2 separate regions of the Hordeum vulgare genome follow, and region 2 is linked to region 1. Evidence: chromatin contacts called from public Hi-C data. All regions are on one chromosome and are shown on one strand. Each heading gives the region's core, a stretch centred on a gene start, on an enhancer-like site or on the middle of the called end of the contact. The rest is flanking DNA. Distances are from core to core; before and after follow the strand shown. Region 1 holds the start of LOC123395829 (histone-lysine N-methyltransferase, H3 lysine-9 specific SUVH1-like). Region 2 holds the start of LOC123451872 (protein sym-1).

Region 1 (5,546 bases), core at 998-3,497:
TGATTACTTTTATGTGTATGCGTGTATATGAGCTCTTCGTCTGTTATGTGTCCAAAAAATCTCGGTATTAGCAAAGGTGCAATGACTGGTTAGAACGAGCAACGACACCATTTGAATGGACATGGAATTTTTTGTGTTAAATTTGTACTCCCTTTGTAGATAAAAAATACTATAAGATGTTTCTTACATATTGGGCATGTATATTAATATAAGACATTTTAGATTGGTAATAATCTTGATCGTATTTTCCAAATTTGTGGAGGAACAATGCTAACATTATCCACAATAGGAATAACATCATAGTATTATATATGTCACTTAAGCAGAAAATATGACGTCACAACTAATTAGTAAGAAGAAAGAAAAATTAATTAACTTAAGTAGGTACTTATACGTAACATAACATATACCAAGATAAGATGAGTCTATAAATTAATAAATAAAAGGTTTAATGTTACTACCTTTATGTTAGTTTTCATTATAAAAATAATAACTTAGACTAATAACATATGCATATTACTCCCTTCATTTTTAAATATAAGTTTTTTAAAATATTTTACTAGAAGATTACATACAAAGTAAAATGAGTAAATCTATACTCTAAAATATATCTAACAGCATCTGTATATAGTTTTTTAATAAAAATCTTTAAAAAAACTTATATTTAGGAACGGAGGAAGTACTACTTATGTTACTTCCTATTATGAGTAGTATTCTAAGAGCAAGTACAATAGAGCTGAGTCAGCTGGCTATAAGGAATAAGCTAATATATTTTTGTTTAGTTAGAAGAAAGAAAAGAGGAGAGAGAAGGTAAGCGGGCTCTTAGCTAAGGGCCAGCTCTAGCACGTGCTCTTAGTCATTTTGTGAGTATGAAAGGTGGATCATATAATAAAGAAGTAATACACTTTTATAATAAACTATTATACTTGTTGGCTATAAGACGGACTATAGATGACATGTTAATGACTTATAGCCAGCAGGTGACTATACTATTATACTTGTTCTAAAGCGTGTAAGTTTGTGTATTTCACACTTTCGATCTTTCGCTGAAGTGAATAACATTTTTGCCAGGCTGAAGTGAAGTGAAGTGACATTGAGGGGCCGATACCGGAGTTAATAAACCTGCCACCGGTGAGCATTGTCGAACCGTCTCCAGCTGGTTCAAGCAGCACGGATCTCGAGACCGGTCCAACGGTGGACAGTGAAAGCGCAGAAGCCCAAGAGGCAAGCCTTGCCAACGCGTGACCGGTGACACGACCGCCTGGCAGTACACACGTGTAGGCCCTGAGAACGGAAACGGCTTCTCCGAGGGGAGGGGGGCCCCAAGCGGTAGCACAGGTAAGTGGCGTGCCCTTTTTTACCCCACCGCACCACGAGACTGTGGCCTCCAAAGAAGTGAGACCAGCGAGCGCTTCGGTGGAGAGAGGAAGAGCTTCTGCTTCGACGACGTCCTCAAGGTCAGTCTCTATCTCCCGGCAAATCTCTGTTGTGATTTCCTTTTCTGGCGTTCTTGGGTAGTACTAGCAGCTTTTGGTTTTAGATGATCATACCTGTGGAGAAATGGCCACTCTTTCCTGGGTTCAGCAACGTTCCTCTTATTTAACTTTGTTTCTACTTTCTGTCGATGCCGGCCTTTTTGGTTCATAATATGCGAGGAGGAAAGGAAGATGGAACGTACGTACAACGTAGCATGCCGAAATAGATGTGTTTTCTGCCGGTCTAATACTTAAAACAACCACAATCTGTACTACATTCACATGGTATGGATACTTCGACAAAGAGTGTGTTTTCCTCTCTTTCTTTTGTTTCGATATAGAAAAGAAGATTGCTCTGTTCCTGCTTGCTGCGTTTGACAGGATCCCGTTCTTTCAGTTCAAAACTTCATACTCTATCATTGCTTGAATTTACAGATTTATTCTCTCTCTATCTATCTTTTCTTCAAAAGAAAAGATTACAGTGGACAATTGTTCAATCGGTGTCACGCTTGTTTTAATAACAATTGTAAAAAAGATATCAAGCAAATCCTTCTCGTCAGTCAACATGCCATTTTTACACTGCCACCATCGCATAAACATTCATATTAATTACACCCAGCCAACAAACGTAGTGATCAAAATATGCAAGTTTTCTGTCTCCGTGTTGCTGCATTTCACTTCACAAGATACAGTTTTGTCCTGTTTTCTCAGTTCATAAGATGATACTGTTTTCTGAATTTACATGTTTATTGCTTACTGCCAGGAGTTCACCATGGGGAGCTTGATCGATGAAGCAGAAACCGAGGAGCAGCCCCTGGACCTGAAGCCATTGCACTCACTGGCGCCGATGTTCCCTACCCCTCCAGGGTATGATGTGGTGACCACTGGATCATCCGACCCACCATTCGTCTACATCACACCAATACAACAACACCCTGGGCCGGCTCCAGCTTCATTTGATGGGCCGCCACCAGGGTTCTGCTCCTCACCACAACAACAACACCCTGGGCCAGCTCCAGCTTCATTTGATGGGCCGCCACCAGGGTTCTGCTCCTCACCACAACCACCACAACAACAACGCCCTGGGCCAGGTCCAGCTTCATTTGCTGGGCCAGGGTCTGCAGTTCCTCTCAAGGCTACGCCAATCTCGGCAGCATTTCCCGCGCGGCGGCCCAAGGAGGAAACCTCGGATGAAGATTACACTCCTGCTTCCGAGAAGAGGAAGCCATCTTCATCTTCACCCAAGAGGACAACCAAGAAGGCTCGGCAGGCTGGAGACTCCACTGCAGCTACCCACAAGACAAAAGGGGACTCCACTGCAGCCAACATCAAGCATAGACCGATCAGGAGGAGCCTGAGCAAGGGGCTCGCCGGCTGGCCCTCCACATCGGACAACCCAAGGGAGGCGGTGGAAGCGGCCATGGCCATGTTCGACTCGCTCCGGCGCCGGATGCTGCAGCTGGATGAGAAGGAGGGCTTGGGCAGGCGCGCAGACCTCAAGGCCAGTGTTCTCATGAACCATAACAACCTGAGGATCAATCAACTCAAGACGATAGGGCCCGTCCCGGGTGTCGAAATCGGAGAAATCTTTTTCTACAGGATTGAGATGTGCATCGTGGGACTGCATGCACCATCGATGGCCGGCATCGACTACCTGTCAGCTAAGTTTGCCGGGAGGGACGAGAGCCTGGCCGTGAGCATCATCTCGTCAGGCGGATACGAGAACGTTGAAGATGAGACTGACACCCTGGTGTACACGGGCCAAGGAGGTAACAGCCGGCGCAAGGAGAAGCACGACCAGAAGCTGGAGAAAGGAAACCTTGCTCTCAGCAACAGCGCCAGCAAGAAGAACCAGATCAGGGTGGTGCGCAGTGCACGGGACCCTTTCTCCATCTCAGGAGGCAAGGTGTACATCTACGATGGAGTGTATCGCATCGAGGACTCCTGGATGGACAGAGCCAAGAACGGGTTCAGTGTGTTCAAGCACAGGCTGAGGAGGGAGCCGGGGCAGCCTGACGGGATTTCAGTTTGGAAGATGACAAACAAGTGGAAGGCGAACCGTGCCACGAGAGAAAAGGCCATAGTGCTGGATCTATCATCAGGGGCTGAAAATCTGCCTGTGTGCCTTGTCAATGAAGTCGACGGCCAAAGGGGGCCGGGCCACTTCGAGTATGTTACCGGAGTGAAGCACTCGAGACCTCTTAATAGGAACAAGCCATTGCACCACTGTGAGTGTACTAGTGTGTGCATGCCAGGTGACACCAATTGTTCGTGCGCGCGGCAGAATGGCGGCGATATTCCCTACGACTTAGACGGGGTGCTTGCGAGGCATGTCCCGATGCTTTATGAGTGCTCTCGTGACTGCCATTGTACCAAGGATTGTCGGAACAGGGTTTCACAGAAAGGTGTTCAGCTGAACTTTGAGGTTTTCAGGACTGGAGACCGTGGATGGGGTCTCCGATCATGGGACCCGATCCGTGCCGGCGCATTCGTGTGCGAGTACGCCGGTCAAGTCATGGACGAACCCAACATGAACATGGATGTCGAGGAAGACGAGTACACCTTTCGCGCAACATGTCCAAGTGACAAGGCTTTAAGATGGAATCTGGGTGCAGAGTTGCTTGAGGAAAAAGGTGCAGATGCCACAGCCGAGAGGTTTAAGAAACTTCCTGTCGTCATAAGTGCAAAAGATGCAGGCAACGTTGCTCGTTTCATCAAGCACAGCTGCTCCCCGAATCTGCTCTGGCAGGCTGTGCAATATGACCATGCCGATGATAGTTATCCGCATATCATGTTCTTCGCCATGAAACATATCCCTCCCATGACTGAACTGACATATGATTATGGCATAAGAGGCGCTCCTCCGGGTATCAAGGGGAAATCTCCCCTGGTTTGCAACCTCAAGCCATGCTTCTGTGGATCTGCAAACTGTCGAGGTTCTTTCTGAGACAAAACATGCTGGGCATAAACAAGGTACAAAAAAATGTCATTGTCTCTGTTCCTTTTGTTCCTTGTAGGTTTTCCAGTCATGTTTACAAGTAGTACATGTTTTCTAGTAACATGATAAGTATTTTCATCACTCCTTTCTTGATGTTCATGGATTTATTATTCATGTCTTTGCTAGAGAAGAACGTATCCTACACACTACTACTGTAGTACACAATGCAACTATCTGTCTTCAATCAAAACTACTTCAGGATTTTGGCAATCCTATATGCGCTTTGGCCGCCAAATTGATGCTGGTATTGTTCTCCTTTTTCAGGTTGTTATGCTGCTCTATGGTACACCGTGGCTGGGCGGTCCGGCGGAGTAGCCAGCGTCTCTGTATTTTGGACAAGGGAGCATTCAGAGTAGGCAGCCGTCCTCTGTGTTTTGTATGCCAGTGGTGGCCAAGTCCAAGAGTCTGCCTGGTGGCTTCTGTGATGCAAAATCATGTGTTGTAGATCTTGCATATGCAGGCGTGTCATGTGCAAATCATGCAGCAGATGTCAAAAGCATGAACCATCTAGTATCATGTGTTCTTTACTGTTGTGCCGCTGCTGCTTCTTTTACTCTCTGAGCTGCGAACTGCTGCTTCTGTGAACGCAAGAAAGGGAAGGACCTTGTTTGGGTTGGTATTCTTGATTTAGAAGAAGCATGCCAAGTTTGATCAGATTTTTGAAAAATCTGTGATTTTTGCTCCGCCAAAAGCATGTGCAAATCATGCAGCAGATGTCAAAAGCGTGTCATGTGCAAATGCATGAACCATTTGCATTTGCACATGGTTCATAACAAAAACTTGAGTGTCTGAGCCCAGGTTCGAACTGGGGACCTTTAGTGTGTGAGACTAACGTGATAACCAACTACACCACCCAGACGACTGTGACAAACTAATTTAAATCAGGCTATTTAACAGATTTTCTGTTTGATGGAGTAAAGGTATCTGCACCGACAAATCAAAAGTTAGTGTCATCAATAATTAATCTAGAGGCTAAGCAATCCTCTCATAAAATACGGGATTAATAATGGTTCTGAGGATGCGTCGATGCAATCGAGCCGTCCGATTCCTTACAGCCTCATCAACACGTGCAC
Region 2 (5,546 bases), core at 1,652-4,151, 450 kb after region 1:
TGAGAAAGAAACAATGCTCTGTCTCACCAAACATGTTTCAAACCCTTACAGCTAGTTCTTTAACTAACTTCTGAATGTGCACACAACTTTATTTTTATAAGAAAAACTAAACACAGTCGAGTTTAAAATATCAGTTGGTTGATGTCATAAGCAACGGCAACTAATTGGCGAGTCCACGCAACCAGTTACTGTCCTTCACCTGATGCTGCTGCTCTATCTTGAAGAAACATCTGTCTGTCCTCTTTCATCTTATTCACGATCTCGAGTACCTTTGGGTTATGGAAACGGTCCCTAACATACTTCTTTTCCTCTGCCTGTATTTCTTTGATAGCGCTTGGATATGGATTTGGAGGTGGTTGCTTTCCTTCTCTGCGTGCAATTTGTTTCAGTTCCTTGTATGCTAGCTTCTTTGCTTTCTTTTCTGCTCCATACTCCATCTGCCGGAGGATGTTAGTCATGCAAGGAGTTATAACTCTATACCTTGAGATTTGGACAGAGCAGGACCAATAATTGGATTACTGCTCCATCAAAGAAACAAATGATATATTTTAGAAGAGGAAAATTACATCTGCTACAGCCATTGCATCATCTTCTTCGACTCCCTGTTCTTTCAACTCTAAGACACGCCAAGCAAAAACTCTTGCTGGCGGTGGAGCAAACCCACTTATCCTGAAAGAATTGCTTAGCTATTAAATTTTGTGTATAGTATGACACAAAGAGTGGGGAAAGACAATATCTGGGAGTGAAACAGAAAGGCAACGTCAGAAAAGGGAGTTGTTAGTCTGTACATGTAGAATTGTAGCTCCTTCAAACAAAAGCTTTTGACGACTAACGCATCCATTATGTAGTTGTATTAACCAGTTCAAAGGAAAAATAAGGTGAGCATCAAGTTTCAAAATAACTACTCCAATTTGCGTGGGTTTAGTTCAAATTTGAACTAAAATCACACCACTTATTTCCAAACGGAGGTAATATGTAACATTTGAAATGATTCCTCATTAACCTCACAAAAGGAATTGTAAACAAAATGGAGAAAAGGCCAAACACATTCACATCCGCAATTCTGGAGCCACATAAAACTTGTATACTTTACAGTCATAATTGCAACGATAGTTATAACAAGAAAATTACTTTACGGCATCATGGTAGAGTGAATCTGGATGCCTTCTGAAGAACCTCTTGACATAGACATCCTCAGGCAATTCTATCTTCTCGATTTTACCATCGGTTCTAGGGAATGTGACTGGAGGTGCCCTAATAAAAAAGCAACAGCGTTTCAAAGAAAAAGCAAGCAACATTGAATATAATATAAAGAGAATTAGCACATAGAAGAATAAGAGGGTGCTTGGATCCAAGGGACTAAAACTAGTCTGACTAAAAATAGTCTCTTTAAGAGGCTAAAGTTCCAAGCACCCTGACTAAAGAGGGGCTAAAACTAGTCTTGAGACTAAAAAAATTTAGTCAGGGGTACCCCTACTAAAATGTGGATTAGTCCTCTCTCTCCTCATTTAACTCCTCTCCTTTAACACAGGCGAGTTCTGGATTGGAGGGTTTGGAGGATAATAAATGCTCATTAACTTGATTTTAGTCTCTTTAGTATTTGGATCCAAGCATGGGTGAGGCTAGCAAGTTTTAGTCCCACTACTTTTAGTCATGGGACTAAAACGTATCCAAGCACCCTCTAAGACAAGCATCTCCAGTTCACAAATATTCAAGTTTACAGCAAACAGCAATTGGACCCAATGAGACAAACTTAATGTAGGAATCCTTCAGCCACAAATATCTTCTGCCTTCCCCAGGTAGGATATTTCATGAAGATCATGAAGGAAGACAACAATCAAGCCAAGAAAATCTGTTCACCTAACTATTAAATGGAGCACATCGATAAATAGCGCCATGATAAACAAATTATAGACAAGGTGCATGATGTAAAATAACACTTATGGCACTGCATAGTGTGATCAGTCCACAAATGTGCCAGGTGAAAGGGTAGGGTAGAGTTCGTTGTGTTTCACACAAACCACTCACAGCTAATGATCAACATAAAAACTGCAGGATATTTGGATCAAACATAACCGAAATAAGATTCCACAGATTTAACATTTTGGTGTGGAGTTTGAAGCTTGCATAGAAAATGTATGCGGGTTTGCCACACAAGGTGCAAATAAACTCTGAAAAACATGCTAGTCTGGTTGAAAAGCAAAACAGAGCAAAGTTCGCTCTAGGAAATGGGACTACATTGATTGGGACATTTCTGCATTCTTTCATCTAAGTAACCATGACAAATCAAATGATAAAGGAAATGGTATCATTCCTATGGGTTGTAAGGGAGTAAATCAGAATATCGAGCCACCGACAGATTATGTTGTGGTGAATACCAAACCTAGTTTTACCAACTACAGTACTAACAATCAACCGTATATGGAGGACAAATGCGATGAGTAGATCACCAAGGTTGGATCTCTCATTTCGACGCAATTCACCGAACCAACATCAAACGGCCGGAGCAAAAACATGGCGGAAGTGGAGAGGCGGAGCTAGGGATCGAGAGAGTACTGACTGCTCCATGGCCTTGAACCAGGCAGGGGCGGGCTTGGCCAGCCCCTTCACCAGTTTCCGCGTCTTCGTCAGCAGGTCGCCTCGCATGTACGACATCTTGCCTCCACGACCGGTGGGCGCGGTGGCCGCCGCCGCCGCTGCAGCCGCAAGTGGGAGGAAATGCCGGCGAGATGGTGGCGGGATTGTTTCCTTCTCGCCTTCGTGGCTAGGTCAATCAAGCAGACCACCTAAATGGGCCGGGCCGGGGACGAAACAGCCCGAACTTCATTCACGCGAAAGACGGATGGGCCCAAATGAGCCCACGTTTAGTTTATTCTTTCACTGCCCCTCTCCGGCTCTGGAATTTTCTAGAACCCTAGCACGATTCCCAAAACCCAAAGCTCCTCCTCCTCATCCTCTCTTCCATGGCGATGGTGTCCGCGCTCCCGCTCCTCCTCGTCCCCCGCCCCATCGTCTCCCCGAGGCCCGCTGCACCGGGCCGCTTCCTCTCCCTGTTCACCGCCCCTGCCGCCGTCGAGCCCCGGAAGGGCGGCGGCCGCCTCGCGCGGCTCCAGCCGCTCCACGCAGCCTCCTGCTGCAGCTCCGCCCCCGCAGCAGCATCTGGAGGAGTGGAGGCGGCCCGGGCGAAGGGCTTGCAACTTGTAGCATGGTGATTCCGTTGGACCTCTTCTTCATTCCTTGGGAATTTTCCCGTGTGGGTACTGATGCTTCAGTAGAATACTGAGACTGGGTGTGTTGAAATGGCCGCGACAGGTACCTTCTGTCTCTTGACAAGCATCCGGTGGCGACCAAGGCTGTCACTTCTGCTGTGCTGACCCTGGCCGGGGACCTCATCTGCCAGGTTCGTCGATGCCAACGCTATTGTTTGCTGCCTTAGAGAGTTAGAGTGTGGTATTATGCAATACAGCATGGGTTCGGTACTGGTTAGTTGGTTAAGTGCCGAGCTATGGTTTCAAGATGTGACCTCTTGTTCAGTTCTGTTTGGGGCTTCTTGCACTAGTGAATGATTATTGATTACATCACCGTCAACAATTCTTCAGGAATTAGATCAGTCAATGTAATATTGCACAAGAATAAAGAGTCTGATTGTTAAACATGCTGAACCAGGGTGGAATAGTATATGTATGTATGCAGTAGTAATGTAGTCTGGTAATGCAAGCCGGAGCTATTATTCATTCGAGAATGTACCAGTATCGCGATTTTGCCGTATGTCTTGTATTGTAAATTATCTACATGCATGCCTTTCATGCCATATATGTCTGCTGCCAGTGAATCATTCACCTTGTAGACTTGTAGTTAAGTGCAGATGTAGTTTAGCAGTAAAGAGAAAACCCAAACTTTGTGCTGCGTGATGCGTGCTTGTGTAATTCTGATCATGCACGAGCACCATCCCTTCTTAGTTTTGATGTGAAATTTAGGATGAGCAGACGTGTAATTGAGTAAATTGACAATCCTTTATCTACTTTTTCTTTTGTTCAAGCTTGTAATTGATAAAGTGCCAGAGCTAGACCTGAAGAGAACATTTGTGTTCACGCTATTGGGGCTTGTCCTGGTGGGGCCAACGTTGCATTTCTGGTAATCTTGTCTTGTCTATTCTACAGAAATAATGGTGATCAGTAATTACTGTATGGTCTTGTTTGGTTGATAATTGGTCTCCTTATGCAGGTACTTGTATTTGAGTAAATTAGTGACAATCAGCGGGACATCCGGTGTCATTTCTCGCCTGTTACTTGACCAGGTTTTCATCATTTCCGTCATATCCTGTTTTACGTTCTTGATTTGTTTTTTATGTTCATTGCTTTCCTGTTTGACATGTTGTTTTTAATCTGTCTCCCTGGCCAGTTCATCTTCTCTCCCGTTTTCATTGGTGTCTTCATGAGCTTACTCGTAACCTTGGAGGGAAAGCCATCACTTGTAGTGCCAAAGCTTAAGCAGGTGAAAAGGATATCAACCCTCTCAAAACCCTTCCCTGGCAGTGCGTATGCGTCCTTTACTGATGAAGAACATTTACAACATTTACAGGAGTGGTTCTCTTCATTGATCGCGAATTGGCAATTGTGGATACCGTTCCAGTTTTTGAATTTCTATTTTGTCCCACAGAAGCTCCAGGTCCAAAAAAGTTGCACATTTCGACAGTCTTTACTACAATGTTCAGTATATGGAAAATGAATTAGCGTAGCTATTTGCTGCCCCTTTATATAGTTTTGGCATGCTCTGAGTATTGCTCTCACTTAACTGCTGCCCTTTTTTTCCAGGTTCTTGCCGCTAATTTTGTAGCCCTTGCATGGAACGTGATTTTGTCATATAAAGCTCATAAGAAGGTTATTGCGGAGTAGTCAAATAGGTAATCTTGAAATCTATATCTGTACATGTAACAGACCTCCTATAGTTCTTCAGTCCTCTCGCATGAACGTTATTATCAGTCATTTCTTATTGATGTTTTTCTTTCTTTTTAATACCATACGGGAATTCATCACATAGTAACAAATTTACACTTTGTCTGCCTACTATTTCCAGTTAGCATGGCGAAAATATTTTGTTTAACAAACTACTTTGACAAGAGAAATTAGCCATGGCTGATATGAAATTTCTATGGTAATTTTTATGTGAGAGACTTCTCCAAGAACATATCTGTGACGGTGTCTTTCCTGATTACTGTATATGGCGACACTGCAATTCAATGCACTTTTGAGTTGAGGTGGCCATCTGTTGTGATCTCTAAGACTTTACTGCTTTGTTGTGAGCTAGCCGAGAATTTATTGCGTGGGAGTTTCACAAACTCTAGTACGACAGACTTCTTTTTATCGTTAACTTAATCTGTTGGGTCAAGTCAGATGATACCTCATGCCGATGTGGTTGAAGCAACTGCATTTGTGGTCTTACATTATTTGAGTTTTCCTTTTTTCCTTCCTTTCCTTTTGACTGGTAATGTGTTGTGCACCAGTCAGCATCTTAGACTTAATTTCTGCCAGCACTGAAAGCTACCT

Evidence for each region. Hi-C and Micro-C count contacts between places; a contact is called where the count stands out from the background.
Region 2: a Hi-C map of leaf shows a contact between it and region 1, with 4 times the contacts expected there. The contact joins the promoter of LOC123451872 here to the promoter of LOC123395829 in region 1. A contact is called at or near these places in 2 of 6 Hi-C or Micro-C datasets (leaf and seedling).

The regions. Positions count from the first base shown.
Region 1 is chr5H:311,410,012-311,415,557 of MorexV3_pseudomolecules_assembly, forward strand. LOC123395829 (histone-lysine N-methyltransferase, H3 lysine-9 specific SUVH1-like) reads left to right here and starts at 2,248. Exons shown (of 2, transcript XM_045090864.1): 1 at 2,248-4,448; 2 at 4,738-5,140. The coding sequence starts at 2,248. The coding sequence ends at 4,422. It overlaps TRNAV-CAC (a tRNA gene), which reads right to left and starts at 5,332; the gene lies at 5,259-5,332.
Region 2 is chr5H:311,863,611-311,869,156 of MorexV3_pseudomolecules_assembly, forward strand. It overlaps LOC123451872 (protein sym-1), which reads left to right and starts at 2,902. Exons shown (of 8, transcript XM_045128419.1): 1 at 2,902-3,208; 2 at 3,313-3,400; 3 at 4,040-4,134; 4 at 4,225-4,297; 5 at 4,402-4,494; 6 at 4,582-4,668; 7 at 4,815-4,903. The coding sequence starts at 2,964. The coding sequence ends at 4,895. LOC123451873 reads right to left here and starts at 2,744. Exons shown (of 4, transcript XM_045128420.1): 1 at 2,561-2,744; 2 at 1,132-1,254; 3 at 567-669; 4 at 1-437. The coding sequence starts at 2,655. The coding sequence ends at 186.